Linked DNA regions of Cyprinus carpio: region 1 is linked to region 2. Evidence: chromatin contacts called from public Hi-C data. All regions are on one chromosome and are shown on one strand. Each heading gives the region's core, a stretch centred on a gene start, on an enhancer-like site or on the middle of the called end of the contact. The rest is flanking DNA. Distances are from core to core; before and after follow the strand shown.

The links. Hi-C and Micro-C count contacts between places; a contact is called where the count stands out from the background.
Region 1: a Hi-C map of red blood cells shows a contact between it and region 2, with 1.7 times the contacts expected there. The contact joins the promoter of LOC109091619 here to the enhancer-like site in region 2.

What each region holds. Positions count from the first base shown.
Region 1 is chrA22:10,269,043-10,273,021 of ASM1834038v1, reverse strand. It overlaps LOC109091619 (midnolin), which reads left to right and starts at 2,088. Exons shown (of 9, transcript XM_042711848.1): 1 at 2,088-2,224.
Region 2 is chrA22:10,225,856-10,230,007 of ASM1834038v1, reverse strand. No RefSeq gene overlaps it. Among protein-coding and RNA genes, the nearest start is that of LOC109091619, 43 kb to the left of the region's middle. Within about 2 kb of position 2,032, at least 7 of the 8 cell types and tissues checked have an H3K27ac peak or open chromatin away from gene starts, as enhancers often do.

The sequences.
Region 1 (3,979 bases), core at 839-3,338, 43 kb before region 2:
TCAAGCGTAAATGGATCGCATGCTATAGGAACATTACTTTGGAATTTACATACAGGTCATGGGGCATGGATTGTTTTTTTTTTTTCATTTTATCTAATATTATTATTATTGTTATTATTAATTCCGCCTAATTAGCACATTCAATTGAGCAAAAAAGTAAATTCCTAGTCCTAGTAGATTCAGGTTTGTGTATGAGTCCTTTCCCAATATAGTGACTTGTGCTGGTTTCCTAATCACATGTCCTTGTGCTGAAGTGCTAGGAAAATATGGCATCAAGCTAGTTTCCATCCAGCACTACCCAAGTAGACTTGGCTAGATTTACATGCGTATGCTGTTTTGGACAAGTCCCGGACTCTGGCACAAGACCCCACACCCGCATGCAAATGTATGACGCCTTCCAGTGCTGGCAGACAGCAGATCAAACATAACCATGAGCCCAGCCATTGATCTTATTCTGTCAGCTGACCCGGTATGAGCAGCTGGTGATTGGGGGATTGAGGGGGGGCAGGGAAGGTTGGGTGGTTAGGCGAGGTCAGGAATGCACTGACTGTAGTTACTCAACGGAAAACAGTGACGCCCATTAGTCACTTAAGTTTATGGTGGACACGGTGACGACAAGTAATGACAGCAGCTTTGCAGTATGCAAATGAATAGCCTGGCCTTATATGCCAAAACAAATGCTTGACAGTGACCTTATTTATGTTTACCGCCGTGTTGCCCTTTCACCAAGTTATGCTATGACGATCTCTCTGAGGCAATGCTCCCAGGAACTCCCGACTCTTCATCATTCCAGAAAGTCAACGTGCATGCTAAAGCTAGCTTTTACTGACTCAAGCTAATAAAAGCTTTTAGCCTTAGGGTGACTTGGAGCAAAAAGGATCCCTTGTGCACTGGGGAACATGTAACTTATCACTGACTGGTCAATGCATCTTAGCTGTTTAGCCATGGTGTTATGTAGCATGCATATTATCACAGCAGTTGCAGAATACTCATAAGGTATTACATGGGCAGAAGTTACTGGGTTCAATTGAGGACAAACCCTCAAATAGATCCCCTCCTAGAATTCACAAGGCCTCAGATTATGGGAAGCCACTACATGTAATAAGTAGAAGGTTGCTGGTGTGGTTTTGCCAAATAAGAACACCTCTGTAACAACGTTCGTAGTTCGGGATGTAGGAGGTGGGAACAAATTCAGATTCAGAAGCAAACATTCAAATAAAACTTTAATAATAAAATAAACACAAAATAATGCGACAGCCCCTCGCGGATGACTGTCGCGCACAAACAGAACCAAAAAACAAGATAAAATCCAGGCCTGGTCCTCTCTCGTCCAACACTGTCATAACTTCTCCTTTTATCCTTCCGGAGCTCCTCTGTGGGACTCGAGACCAGTGAGTGGCGCAGGTGTCGCGTATTAGCATTTACTCCACCGGCCTCGCTCCGTTCCCACGGCTCTCGGCCCCGCCCCTCTCATCACAACCTCATGGACAGTGTGCAATATTAGTGTACAAAGCGTCTAATGCTGACATGACTAAACATGGACTGCATCAGTCTCTTCTCCTCATAGCATAAAGGGTTATTAATTGAAAAGTATTTAGAGGTTGAGAGTTTGTTCCGGGATCCAGTGAAAAGTCATGATTGCCAGTGTGCTGTTCTTTCCACTGGACATTATATACTCTTATTTTAGCAATTAAAAGGTTTTTCTCACTATGTTTAATGTAATTTCAACCCCAACGTTTCACGCTTCATTTTTAGTCATTACATAATTGTGATATAAAGCATCACAAAGAAATGTTTGATGTAATTAAGGGTCAAGGTTTTGTTATTTAGCATGGCCCCTCAGCCCCTCAGCCCCTGCTTGGGCATTATTGATGGCCTTTAAAATTTAGCCATGTGTGATGTTTTGATGTTGTATCAGTGCATTTATTTACTTCATTTATTTAACGCCTCATTTTTGTTTCTATCTGCTGCTTTTGACATCAAGGCTGGATAAACACCAGTAAACAGTTTGGGATTGTACATTGTGTCCATTCGTTATCCAATCAGCACCAAGTCCACGTCATTTTGCTGTGGCTCTAGAGTGATTAGTCACATGGCTGGCTGCAAAAACAAGTGCTCATGAACACAGCCAGCGGATTTCATATGCATACTTCTATGGGTGTTCCACGCCAGCCGAGCAAGTGCCATTGAGATGACTGGGAATGCAGACGGATAGGTTCTCCAGGTATTATAACTTCCTTGGATGTAACATATAAATGTACTGTTTTTGATGTTATTTTTATTTATGCTAAATATACTTTAATTCTGTTCAGATTCTGTCAGTTTTGATGCAGCCAGTTTTGCTTTGTCAAATTCTTGCTTCATAATACCTTTGCAGCTGTTTGGCTGTCAACTAATGAGGAACTGAAAGGCACAGAAAAGAATTAATTTGCATGAACAAATGACATATTTCCTTAGAAATCAAGCAATATAAGAATGTCGAAACTTGAACCTTTCCGATATGTTAGCAATATTGCACTTTTAAAAATACATCGTTTTAATGCTTGAGTCGTGAACCTAAATAATTATCAACCACTTTTAATACTGCACAGACTTCTAAAGTCACTAATTAAGCAACATATGGACCGTATTCAGAAGACAAGCCCAACTGACAGTGCAATCTTGTGCAGGAGCAGGATTACCTTGTTTCTAGGAAGCCAGCAATGTTTTAGACTTAATCCAGCTTTCCCCAAGAACACTTCATAGAGGTCATAAGCCGATTCCTTCGGCCACTATGTGGGAAGCTGTAAAAGTAAACAAGCTCATTGGCCCACATGTAAATGCTTTACCGGACGGACACAATTGAACTCTCTGTGGTGGACTCCAACAGCACAGGGAAATAAGGAAGTAAGCAATAGGAACATTAGCAAGAAAGGCCAGTCGTGGGGACTGCAGCTCAAAGAGCGACGGGAAATAATGGCTTTCTTGTGAAGTGTAGGCTTCTATTTTTAAAGTCTGATTGGACGCGAGATGACTGAGCTTCATACGTCACAGATGGAATCAGAGGGCCAGAATAACCTTCCATATCAATGATTAGATTACCGCAACCAGCCCAACAGCGGATACAGGTGAAATGTCAGTGTGCCACGCAGCCCCCGTGTATTGCTTTTCTCAAGAGCTGTGTTCTGATTAAATTAGCCTAACGTGGGAAGTTGCTAATCCGAGCCAAACCAGGATTAAGCCTGCAGGCTACCAAGAGTACATGGGAGAATGTGTGTTTGAGTGTGGGCCGCTAAGTGGGTGGTGGATAACGAGGGTTTTCGGAGAACAAATAAACCTTGCAGAACATGAGGCCAACAAAGATTCTCCTGTAATTCCATTTTGTCTTAATTCATCATGTGATGTCTTGTATAAAATCAAATGAAATGTGTATTAATAACAAGCAATACACGCTTAATTTGCATTGGAATTTGGCTGAAGTGTTGAGTGAATTCTGTAGCACTCGGTTTCCATAAAGAAGTGCTTACGAGAACTTTTTCATTTATAATGTGGTCAAGCGCTGCAGGTGGCTACTTATGCAAGACTATACAAATGAGATATGCCTACAAAGCTACTAAGGCCTGGAACAAAAGATGCAATATTGTGATTATATACATGGAACACCTCCATCAGTGGGCTCATGATTAATTTAGCATTAACCACTTGAAGTAATGAGAAAGCTGCTATTTGCATCACATATGCTAGATGATTTTAAGAGCTATGTTAAGTGTGTCATAATTTATACAACAGTTATTTTCAGTCAACAAATCACTGGCAGAGTGGCTCGGTATCTAGAATACTTGATTCTCATTGGTTAATTGCGGGTCAGATATTCGCAGTCGTCCATTGCAACGTTCGTACAAACTCAATATATACTCAGTATTAATACATTTTATTGTAAAATATATTAAAGTAGAAAACAGCCATTTTAAATTGCAATAATATTTCACATTACTATTAT
Region 2 (4,152 bases), core at 783-3,282:
GATACAGTTTAATCTGTTATAAAATATACTATTATTTGTGTGCTGTGTATTTTTATGCATTTTAGAACATTGTTAGCTTGGCAGCATTGCTAATACCAAACTCTACTGAAATCAGTTGTGTGAGCATTCCAAATTGGTCATTTCATTAGGCTGCTTAAAAGCCAGCTGCATAGTGCTAACTAGGTTTTGGAATGGAGCCTAAAACTGTACAATCCTTTTGTTGTGTGCATTTATTGAATAGCTAATGACCATACCGCCGTAGCCATTTAGCTGCCTGTGTTTAGCTAAATAACCAGAGCAGGTTTTCACACCCTTACCTTATTACATACTGATTGATTGATGTTTTTTTTTTTTTATGATGGACTCCGAAATGGCCCGACCTCCCACACTCGCATCAGCACAGCAGAGAATTGCATTTAGCCAAGCAGCAGGTCCTAAATCAGTCCAATCAATACCCTTCTGCTGGGCTCTCCATCACGTGCCCGAGTAAATAATTCAAATGAGATAGTTAGATGCTTTGAAATGTAAAGAGGAGAAAGAAAATCTCACAGTGTGCTTTGCCTGCTCTTTACACCAGCATCGTTTATCCTTGCCTCCAGGAAAGGAGAATGTTTCTATAAATCCTGAAATTAAATCAATGATGGCTTGACAGGGTAAATTGAGATTTGGGTCTGGTTTGTTACACCAAGCCATTACATTAACATTAAATATTCAAAAGAGCTGAATCAATTCACAAAGGATTTAGATCTGGATCTTTTAAGCGTTGTAACAGCACCAGCTGACTCTTTTGACATATCTGAAAAGACCCCTAAATCATAATAGGCTGCCATAATAAGCTGCATAGATTAAGTTGCAGAGGGGTATAAATAGAGCTTTAAAAAGATTTGTGATTTAATTTAGTGCTGTATTTCTTTATGTATGAGCACTTTTTTAAAGCTGAAGTGAGTAATTTCTGTGCCACTTAAGCCATTTTTTAAAAGTTTTCCTGAACATTCCTCTTGTCTTCCATTGGAGGGTCAAACAAATAGTCCCGCCCCAATCTCACACCATTGGTTGAGCCACTGTTGCTGTGTCGGGCTGGTTGTGATGCTAAAAAAGAGAGCAAAACATTGCATTTAACATAAAAATACACTATTTACAATTGTCACAATAAATGTAATTTAAATTAAAATTTTATTGTCTTTCAGTGCGTCCAAAAAAAAAAAATTTAATTACAAACAACGTAGGACAGATACTTACCCCTTATTTACGCTGTACACATCTGTGTTGTGTTACTGCTCCAACACGACCACCAAATTTTCATTAAAAGTTCTGAACTCTAAAAAACTGTTATTCACAATAAGGTCAATATGATTAGTTTAGAAAATAGGGTTTATTTCTAATTCATGCAGACTTAAGCATCTTCAGTAATCTCTTATTAGCAACTACGTCCCAATTTACGTAATCAGAAGCTGTATGTTTTTGTGTCAGACTGACTATAAAAACAAACACCAGAATTTCCTGTGCTTCGTGACTCTCGTTAGCTCATGTGTGCACCAATTTTAACTAGCAGAATCTCCCACCAGGCAGGCAGGCAAACCCAAAAGTTATTTAAACAGGAAAGGCAAGCGTCTGGAAGAGAACAAGAGGCCGGAATCCCCTAACGGCAGCCATTGTGAAATTTCCATTCTTATCTCAATGACAACGGCTGCGCTGCCGAGGTGGGAATCCCTCTATTTACACTCTACTTCCTCTCTCAGCAGGGAACTGTGGGTACTCATTACCCTCACAGGAAACCCTGTACATTAGTGCACTCCCTCTGACTTCTTCCTCACAAACTGTATTTCTCTTCTCGCCTTGCTAGTGACCGGTAACTAAGTTCGTGTCATTCAGAGAGATAGGCATCAAGTTTACGATCAGTCGCAGCGTATTTTCCTTTTACTAACTTTTGAACTGAGTAGTGAGTCAGTAGTTAGGCAGCTAACATGGCTAACAGGCTAACACAAAGCAGATTCTACTGCAAAGGGGGAGGGGAGCAGACAAAGCTGAAACCAGGTTGTCTTGTTCCTGGTGTTAGGAGCTCCCCGGTCTGACCCAAGCTCTTATTGTTTCATGGAGGCAACATATCCATGCAGGAAGATGGATGGACTGTTGAACAAATTAGCCTCCTTAGGTCTATACCAGGTTAAAATTCAAATTAGTTTTCAGATTATTCAAAACGGATGAGGGTTTGTATTCGTATAAGAGAGAGAGAGACAGAGAACAATGTAAGAGGAAGTTGGGGGATTTTTTTTTGCATGTACACTGTCACTAATTTGACAAAACACTTACTACACGGCAAAAATGATTTTCTTACTATTGTCATTTTCCAGTGCAAATATCTTAATATTCTTAAAACAAGATACATTGAGAAGCAAACTGTAAAAATGTAGATATTTTCACTCAAAAAAAAAAAAAAAAATACTAAGAAAATGGTTTTGCGATATTTCACTCTCACAGAAATTCTGATCTTCCAAAGTGTCTGTTTTGTTCAAAAGAAACTCTGTTTGAAAATGTCTTATTTGTAAACTACAAGCCCACTGCCGCTGTTGACATCTTATGCCCCCTATTGAAATGCACAGGCAGTGACATCAGAGCCTCTTGCTCATATCCTCTCAATTTCGTATCACTCGCTTGAACTCACCTTTCCACCCCAGCCCCCCTCCTCAAGTCAGACGCTGGCTATTGATTCACCAGATTGATCCTGGATTCTGTCCATCTGCTCTCAGCCTGCGTCTACAAGTCCACCGGCTTCCTGGAGAGCAGGGTCGCTGTGCCTGAGACAGCTGGTCCTGATAACCAATCTGTCTTTTGCAGGCTTTTTGTAAAACAAGATACCAGGCAACCAGATACCTTGAATTAATATGTGAACCGTTTGCAGCTTTGGTAACCTTCCTTCTTGGAGTAAGGGGTGTTGGGGGAATGCGCAAAGAAACAGTTGGCTCTTTCAGGCCTTGTACAAAGCATTCTTTCAAGGGCAACAAAAGCCAACGAAGGTCTCCAATACAGGTCTTCTTTCAATGGAGCTAGTGGCGGTAGCATCTATTAACAGATACTGGTTGTGTATATTGAATAGGTTGGTTCACAGTGCTGTGCTTCACTCTCAATCCAGAAGTGCATATATTTATTTGTTGGCAACCCGCCAAAATAAATTATCTGGTGAAAATTCTTGGTGGAAATTTTTTCATGTCACAAAAAAACAATCAGTGACAAATCCATAAATTGTCCCAAGCATTTTTCAGAATGGCCCCGGGTCATAGGACAGCCCTTATTGTCGATCCCTGACTAGTAAGGTGCTAGTATGCATTGGGGCCAAAGATATCCATTCAAATATGCATCACTGTGCTTCCGGTTCTCTGTGACAGGTCAAAGAATTTCCAGGATTTTTACATGCAAAACTACAATATATTAGAAGAAAAAAAATTCTAGATATACTGTTAGACCTCATTAATTGACAAGTTGGTTGGTGGACCAACAATCGACTAGTTGTCCATTGTGATCCATCCCTAATATTGATTCCATCATCCCCTTCTCCAGTTTTGTCACCAAGTGCATTTTCTGTTCAAGGGTCAATATGATTAATTTCTCAGCGATATCCCAAAGCTCTTACATGTTTGACCAAATATTTGCTTACATAAAAGAATCCCACCCTACCCCTGAGGACACCTGCAGCAGCAGATCAGGGAGGTTACAGTGTAATGCAGCGTCACAGCATTCAGGAAGTGTTGTCAGGCCTGATCTATAGCCCAGCCGATGCTGTGTGCAGAAGGTTTAGTTGGGCCAGGCAGTCAGACAACAAGACCAAGCATTTTAGCAATGCACTGGCTCTCAGCAAAGAACACACAGATTACTGTTTGTTCTTGTCTGGGCTCCAAAACAGGTGTGCTGTCAGGGTGTGGAGAACATTGGAAAAATGAAGAACAGGCAGAGCCCCAATGGTAACTATGATAGCCAATGGGGTTGAGGGTCAAGAGAGGTGCTTTTTTGGGTCAAACAACCTGAGATCGAAACAACCGTTGAGATCAATGAGTGTCCCTGACATTATAAAAGCCGAAATATGGGTCAGCTGAACCATTTTGCCCACATTTTACCCTCCAAGAGGGTAAAGACGTCACCTGTTCCTAAACTTGTCCT